Regions from separate parts of the Ovis aries genome. Here region 2 is linked to region 1. Evidence: chromatin contacts called from public Hi-C data. All regions are on one chromosome and are shown on one strand. The core of a region is the stretch at or near the end of the contact, and the rest is flanking DNA. Distances in the headings are between cores, read along the strand shown. Region 1 has its middle 39 kb from the start of CDC42EP5. Region 2 holds the start of NLRP13 (NLR family pyrin domain containing 13).

Region 1 (4,253 bases), core at 1,255-3,754:
CCTGGCTCCCAGGCCCAGGAGGAAGGGCTGTCTTCCCGGGTGATCGGAAGAGCATCGCACCACCCCGACTCGGGGCCTGCTCCCCCCGCCCCGGGGCTCACCAGGTCACCGGCTGCCTCGCCCACGCTCCTGGGTCTGGGCTCCCGACCCGAGGCCACCCTCCACACAGCACCTTGCTACCTGCCCCTTCAGAACTGTGTCCCACTCAAACTGCTCACCAGTTTCAGGGCGAGCTCCAAACTCTTCTAAGTGGACTCAAGGCTGTTCGTCATGCCGCAGAGGAGGCCCCCCAGCCTCAGCTCTCACTTCTGTTTTGCTCCAAACTCGAAGGCTGCAGTCACACCACAAACACACACACACACACACACACTCAGCCGACTTCACACAATGGTGAGCCGTTTAACACACGTGTGCTTTCCCATATCTGCTTTTTTTAGGGTCTCTAGACCTGGCAGACCCATTCCCATGCCTCCAGCTGAAACTCCATGGCGAGAGTAAAACCGCGGTTACTGCTGCGACTTTTCTGAATCTTCGTGACTGCTGCGGGGTATGGGGTTTGCCAGGGACACACCGTGAATCCACATGAGCGTTTCTCTTCTGGTGTTTTACGCGCTGCTGGAGTTCAGGTGCTGCCGAGTGTCTAATTCACACACTGGCTTTCTCTAGCCTATCTGCAACACAGCGGCACGCGTGACGCTCATGAAGCAGTCGGAGCCTCAGGGTCCAGCGTGTCTCTGCCTTAATCCAGGGCCCCTAAGCCTGGGGCAGCAGCGCATAACCGCCCCCACCTCCCCACCCCCGCACACACAGCCCTTGGGTCTCTAGGGCTCTCTGGAACGCTCCTTCCTCTCTGGAACGGTCTCACTCTCACCCCAGGTCTCCACCTCCTCAGAAAGCCACTCCCTAAACCACAGTCCACTCTGGCCTCAGAGGCCTCCCACCCCCGCCATTGCCTTTCCTCTCGCCTGGGGTCCTGAGGGGGCAGGCGGCCAATGGGAGGGTCTCGAGAGGAGTGAGGTGGGGACCCTGGGTCAGCCCAGCGCAGCCCCTCCGGGCTCATCCCCAGGACACTCTCAGGGCCCGGCCCCCAGCCCCAAGGCTCCGATTCAACAACTGGGGAGTCCGGTCCTCTATGCTCAGGGAGATCCCAGGCCACCAGGGCAGCTTCAGAGTCTCTCGGGGGAGCCAGAGGCCCTCAGACATCTGAGGACGGGCTGGTCTCCCAGGGGAAGAGAGCGCTCGGCTGGCCTGCGGAGGATACAGACTCCACCCCATGCAGAGGCCCCCCAGTCATTCGTGTTGAGGTCCCCAAAGCCTCTGATGGTTGGCAAAGGGGAGTGGCAGTGACGGGGTGCATTCAGTTCTGCTCAGGACAGGCTGGGGCACACAGCGCCAAGGGACAGGCCACTCCCATCAACAAGGAGCCCCCAACCCCATGCCAGTGTCCACCTGGGGCACAGTCCTGGCTCCACTTCCACGATGTCCCTCTCTGAACCTCAGTGTCCTGCTCTGCACAGTGGGTGGAGCCGGGCGGCAGGCTCCCATCGCCTGTCTGCTGGGAGAGTTGGTGGAGGTGGACCCTGGGACCACAGCCTGAGTCTGCACCCGGGAGTGCTCAGCTGCATGGCTTGGGGGGGTGGGGGGGGCATTCGGCAGGTTAGGGCCTTGGAAAGCACCAGAACGTTCTGACCCGCGGCTCGGTGCCCTTTGTCCCCTGCTGCCCCTGCCCCCCTCCTCTGACGCGAACCCCACAGCAAATGCAGCAAGTCAGGGGAGGGGGGGGGGATGGGGAGGCCTGACACCAGAGACCCAGCAGGGAGTCCTCCAAAGCCCCGCACCAAGGAAAGGCCAAGGAAAGGGGCCTGCGTTCGGTTCTGAGCGCCCTACCCATTAAACAGTCTGAAGTTCCTAGAAAGCTCCTTCCACCCCCACTCATTCCCTGATCCTCTGGACAGAGATCCGGGATTCCCGGAAGAGGGAAAGTGGGGAAGGCGCTCCCGCATGGAGGTGGCAGGGGGCTGGCTGGCACCCGAGGGGCCGCCCGGGGACGGCAGGGGCGCCCCGGGAGGGTGCCAGGGCTCAGCGGGAGCGGAGCAGCAGGAGCGGGCGCAGGGGTGAGGAGCGGCGGCGGGATAAGGGGGTCGGTGGCTTTGAGCGAGAACGTGAGTAGCCGGCGTCCAAGGAGCCGAGTTTCGCAACGGCTGTGAGGAAATCCTCAGACTTGCTAACGCAGTTAGCAAAGAAGGCTCGGAGGGGGCCTACCGGATTTCGAAATGTCAGTGCAACCTCATTTTTCACAGATGACTTTTATGGATGACTGTAACACAGAGAATCAGTGGCAGATGTAGACCACAGACCAGGGGAGCGGGCGGGGGATTCAGAGGCGTAAACCGCTCTGTGTAAAGCAAGTGTGACCTGGAAGCGCGGGAGCCCTGAGCTGAGACAGCAGGAGAGGCGGCCGAGGGAGAGGTCGGTCGGGAAGCCTGGGGCGGAGGCGCCCGCCCTCGGGCCTGTCTGCCCGGCTTCCGCATGCCGGGCTACGGGAAGATGAAAGAGACTCCGCAAGACTAGCCTGAGCCTCCTGGACCCGGCACAGCCCCGCTTGTCCAGGCCCAGGCGGCCCCCAACCCCCCAAAGAAGGAAAGAAAGAAAGTGAAGTCGCTCAGTCATGTCCGACTCTTTGCGACCCCGTGGACTGTGGCCTGCCGGGCTCCTCCGACCATGGGATTCTCCAGGCAACAGTACTGGAGTGGGTTGCCACTTCCTCCTCCAGGGGCTCTTCCCAACCCAGGGGTCGAACTCAGGTCTTCCGCATTGTGGGCAAACTCTTCGCCTTCAGAGCCACAAGAGAATCTCCCAAACCCGGACTCAAAGCAGGTGGAGGGTTTGGGCTGGACACTGGGTCAGGGACCACAGTGCCCCCCGGAAGCCTCCCTGTCCCTCGGGCCGCTTCTGACGCCTCAGCTCATGAAGAAGGGGACAAGGAAGGTGAAGATGAGGCGGGGAGTGGCAGCTTGGAGGCCGCCCCAACACTGGGCTCAGCTGGGGGTGTCACGGCAGCCTTGCCCTCCCCGCCCTACTCATCGGAAAACCTGTTCACAGCGCCCACCTCGCAGAGCTTGAGAGTCTTCTGGATGCTGCTGTACTCAGAGAAGCACCTCGCTGACACCCCGCTGCAAGCTTTGGGGCGCCCCCAGGGCCAGCGGGGAACCTCACACACCCCAAGAGCCACCTTTCACCCCGGGGAGGGGCTGCGACGCCACAGGCGCCCTCCCCCTGCTGTCGTCTGACTTCCCCACGGGGACCACCTCCCGGGCCGGGCCCGCTAGGTACTCTCGTGGCTGAGGAGGGCGTGACAGGGTCTCCATCAGGGCCCTCTGGGGTCCCCGGGGAGAAAGGTGGATTAAACTGGACTCCAACGTCTCCTCTGGGCCCTGACCCGGGTCTCGTCTCCTGGACTCTGCCCAGCGGCTTTGGAAGAATCACCTGGGCCCCAAGGAGAGTGAAGTCTGGCACACCCTGAGGCCAGCATCCTCATCAGCAGCGCATGAAGGGCCGGGGACCACATGGCCCAGGAGCTCTTCCAGGCCCGGACGTGGGCGCTGCAGGAGAGGCCGAGCGGCCTGGGGGAAGCTGGGCAGGACAGCGCCCCACGGGAGGACCCTGTCTCCTGCGTGCAGAGCATCTCAGATGAATTCCTTCAGACAGGTGGCAGCCTTGTCCCCCTCAGCACGGGTGAGGGCGAGGAGGAACCGGAGGACATTTTCCTGCCAGAATTGTCTGCACCTTCCAGGAAGGGCCTGGGGCGGCGGTGGAGCCAGCCATACCTGAGGATGCCAGGCGATGCCGGGCTGAGGGGCTTCCTGTCACCCCTAAAGGCATGTGCCCACCACAGGTGGCTCGGGGACTCTGTCCCTGGACAGAACTGGCTCAGCGACCCGGTGGCGGACGTGGGTGGAGACTTGGCGATGGACACAGTCCCTGAAAAGTGCACTTCTCCAGCAGCTTCTTCTACGATGAACTCCGTGCCACGGCTCAGGATGGGGTGAAAGGGCGGGCCGAAAACGGGGACAGCTTCGGCAGGGAGCTACTGCTAGCCCCGTGGGCCCTCATCTCTGCTGACGTCAGGCGGCGCACCTGTTCTGACTCGCAGCGCGCCCTGCACCGCCGCTGCCCTCAGCCTATGGCCAGGAATCTGCAGGCAGAGGCCGGGAAGGCACACCGGCTGGACTTCCAGCAGGGCTGAAAGGCTC
Region 2 (4,077 bases), core at 831-3,330, 270 kb after region 1:
TCAAGAAGCCAATTTCCAAGTTTACTCCTACTGGTTTTTTTTTTAAGTACATTGTAACCTTGAAAGCAATTATACTCCAATTTTTAAAAAGAGAGAAACACTCCACTTTGCTAAATATTTAAGAAATTCTAATCAAAACTACAATGAGCTATCAGCTCACATCAGTCAGAATGGCTATCGAAAAGTCTACAAGCAATAAATGTTGGAGGGCGTGTAGGGAACATTGATGTCTTGGTAAGTCACTCAGGCGTGTGGGACTCTGTGAGACCCCGTGGACTGTAGCCCACGGGATTTCCCCGGCAAGAATATTGGGTAGGTTGCAATTTCCTTCTTCAGGGGATCGTCCCAGACTAGGGATTGAACCTGAATCTCCTGTGTCTCCTGCATCGGCTGGTGAATTCTTTACCACTGAGCCACTGGGGAAACTCAAATAACTAAATAAGCTTTTAAAAAAAAAAAAAAAAAGGCAGGGCTGCCCTGTGTGGCCCAGTGGCTACAAATCTGCCTTGCAACGCAGGAGACACCAGTTCAGTCCCTGGTCTGGGAAGATCCCACAGGCTGTGGCGCAAATGCACTCCTGCTCAACTCCTGCGGCGGTGCTCTGGAGGCCGGGGGAGCCCGCGTGCACCTCGGCCCGCGCTCGGAAACCAGAGACGCCCCGCTGACTGCAACTAGAGAAAGCCCGGGCGCAGCAGTGACGACGGAGCACAGCCAAGAATGGGTAAGAAGTGAAGATTTTTGAAACGACAGCTGCCTGGTAACAGAGCTGAACTTCCAGCTCCCTCCTGGCGCTTTCTTTCCATCACCACCCGCTCCCGGGCCAGGGCGCCGGACTCCCACAGCCCGTCAGGGAGGCTGCCGCTCAGGGGGGCCCCGCAGTCAGGGAGGACCCCACAAACGCCCGGCAGCGCGCCCGCCGCCCGCTCACCGTGCAGCTCTGCTCGCAGCCGCTCGCACAGCGAGCTCAGCCTCAGGTTCTGAAAGACGCGGAGGGCCGCCTCCCACGCCCGCCTCCCGGGGTAGCACTCCTCCAGCAGGCAGAGCAGGTCGGCGGGGCCCGCGGCTCTCAGGTCTGCCCAGGGGATCCAGCGGGCGCCCGCCGGCAGCAGCTCCGGGCACTGCAGGCCGAGTTTGAAGTCCTCCAGCTGCCAGGGATCCAAGCGCCTCAGGTGGGACAGCAGCTGGTCACGGGCACCATCGTGCCCAGGAATGCCGGCAGGGGAAGCCATCGGCCCGGGAGCGAGGTCTCCAGCCGCAGCAGGAACAGCTCCTGCGGAAACAGACAGCGGAGGCCGGGCACCGCGACTGTCACCCGCTTCGCGCAGCCGGATCCAGCCACGCGCCGTTTTCTCCGCGCAGCCCGCCTGCCTTGTTTTGCTGCGCTTACTGACCTCTCCCTTCCACAAGGAGGGCTTCCCAGGGGCCTCAGCCGTAAAGAATCCGCCTCCCAATGCAGGAGAGCCGGGTTCCACCCCTGGGTCGACAAGATCCGTGGAGGAGGAAACGGTAACCCGCCCCAGCATTTTTGTGGGAAATCTCATGGACAGAGGAGCCTGACGGGCTACAGTCCATGGGGTCGCACAGTCAGAAACGACTGAGCAACTAACACTTCATTTTTTCCTTCCTTTTTAAGGCTAAGAGCCTATTGTATCACCATGTATCTCCCAGACTAAGTGCAAGTCATGCAAAAGGAATTAGTTTGGGGATGCGCCCTACAGCAAAGGGCCCCCAGTCATCAATACGCTTTCGTACCCTGAAAATTGTAAGAGGGTCCGCCTCATGTTAAATGTTCCCGCCACACACACAGACCCTGCAAAAAACTTCTTGGAGGTTCTGGCTACGTCTCCCCTTGTCTGTGTCCACACTCATTAAGCTGCTTGTTAAATGTTTGCGTGCTGTGGGTTGGTGTTTTTTCTCTTTTTTTTCGTATTTAATTATACCTCAATATAGCTGGGTTTTTCCCCCCTTACCTTTAAATCCATCAACAAAGCTGTTTAAAAAAAGAAAAGAAATAAAAAGCCAGTGTAAGGAGACCTCACTCACCAAGCTGTCTTCTCAGCTCTTGCAAGTTTCTGGAAGGCAGACGCCCCACCCCTCCCCAGCCCGTGATTAGCCCCGGGGCCCTCCAGCTCCTATCAGGTCTGTCCGCGGCTGTCCCGCCCCCTCCGCCGAAGCCACCTGCCGCAGGTGATCCAGGAGTCCTTCTCTTCCAGGTGTAAGTCGCCCTGGCTAGGAGAGGGATGCAGAGATGGGGTTCTAATTAAAACCCAGCTGATGTAAATGAAATCTCCCAGATCAGCTGGAGGCCACTGGTGTGAATACCTGTCCTAGAGTGGGGCCATGAAGAAGGCTGAGCGCGGAAGAATTGATGCTTTTGAACTGTGCTGTTGGAGAAGACTCTTGAGAGTCCCCTGGACTGCAAGGAGATCCAACCAGTCCATCCTAAAGGAGATCAGTCATGAATATTCATTGGAAGGACTGATGACGCTGAAGCTCCAATCCTTTGGCCACCTGATAAGAACGCACTCACTGGAAAAGAGCCTGATGCTGGGAAAGACTGAAGGCAGGAGGAGAAGGGGACGACAGAGGATGAGATGGCTGGATGGCATCACTGACTGGATGGATATAAGTTTGAGTGAACTCCCGGAGTTGGTGATGGACAGGGAGGCCTGGTGTGCTGCAGTCCATGGGGTCACAAAGTTGGACACAACTTAGCAGCTGGAAAACAACCACCGCCTTCAGGGCGGGGGTGTGTCCAGAGGTCTTAATAGGATGATGAGAGAGGAGACGAATAAAGAGTCTGTGAGGCTCCGACAGAGCAAACAGACTGCTGGTCGCCAAGGGAGAGGCTGGGGAGGACTGGGGCTCTGGAGTAGCGGATGTGAACGATTATAGAGGGGGGATAAGGTCCTACCGCAGAGCTCAGGGCACTGTGTCCAGCTTCCCAGGATAACCCCTCATGGAAAAGACTATTGAAAAGGATGTACGTGTCTGCGTGTAACTGAACCACTTTGCTGTACAGGAGAAAGGAACACAGCATTGTATGTCGACTACACTTCAATAAAACAAAAATAAAAATAAGCGTCTGTGAGGTCTGAAAATCACAACCACATCTGGAAACATTTCTTCTCCCAACGCCATGAACCAGAAACACGGAGGCTTTTCCACTGAAGGCAGGATCGAGGCAGCTTAGTCTTTATACCACCACTACTTACTATTGTATTAACAATTAAATTAGTGATTTTTAACTAACAATTTAAACTCATTTAACTCACCCCTGGAGGGAATTAGGCTTCTCGACTCCTTCCTGTCATAAACATCTCCCAAAGCAGAAGGAAAATGCACTTGGTCCGCCCCACCATCCACCTTCCCCCCCCCCCCCCCCCCCCCGCACCGCCCTTTCTTTTAAATTTTTTAAAGTCTGAAAGCAGGATAGCACATTTACAGTAGGCTTGAGAAACTCAGAACAGACTTACATAAAATTCCACTATCACAATTATTTTTTAAGTAGATAAATTAAGATTTCTAGTTGGAGTTTCAATATTGAACTCTTAGAAATCAATATTATGAACAGACAGAAAGTAGAAGGGAATGTGCGTAATGCGAAGTCGCTTCAGTCGAGTCCGACTCTGCAACCCTATGGGCTGTAGCCCGCAAGGCTCCTCTGTCCATGGGATTCTCCAGGCAAGAGTGCTGGAGTGGGCTGCCATTTCCTACTCGAGGGGATCCTCCTGATCCAGGGATCAAAGCTGCACCTCCCGCAGCTCCTGCTTTGCAGACTCTTTCCCACTGAGCCACGGGGAAGCCCATAGAAAGAGCTGTAGACCTAAAAGCACTATGAACCAATTCAGCAACTAAGATTTATACAGCTTTCACACAGCAGCAGGGAATAAACTCTATTCACGTTCCCATGGAGTGTGCACTAGGAGACACTGGAACATGTTGTTGTTCGGTCGCTCAGTCGTGTCTGACTCTTTGCGACCCTATGAACCGCAGCACACTAGGCCTCCCTGTCCATCACCATCTCCCGGAGTTCACTCAGACTCATATCCATTGAGTCCGTGATGGCATCCAGCC

What was found. Hi-C and Micro-C count contacts between places; a contact is called where the count stands out from the background.
Region 2: a contact with region 1 is called in a Hi-C map of tail adipose tissue, with 5 times the contacts expected there. The contact joins the promoter of NLRP13 here to the enhancer-like site in region 1. A contact is called at or near these places in 5 of 16 Hi-C or Micro-C datasets (blood, hypothalamus, liver and 2 more).

Annotation. Positions count from the first base shown.
Region 1 is chr14:63,862,212-63,866,464 of ARS-UI_Ramb_v3.0, forward strand. No RefSeq gene overlaps it. Among named protein-coding and RNA genes, the nearest start is that of CDC42EP5, 39 kb to the left of the region's middle. Within about 2 kb of position 2,505, at least 14 of the 54 cell types and tissues checked have an H3K27ac peak or open chromatin away from gene starts, as enhancers often do. A contact at or near this core is called in liver and tail adipose tissue, where this site is marked.
Region 2 is chr14:64,132,794-64,136,870 of ARS-UI_Ramb_v3.0, forward strand. It overlaps NLRP13 (NLR family pyrin domain containing 13), which reads right to left and starts at 2,081. Exons shown (of 12, transcript XM_042232565.2): 1 at 2,044-2,081; 2 at 929-1,270. The coding sequence starts at 1,229.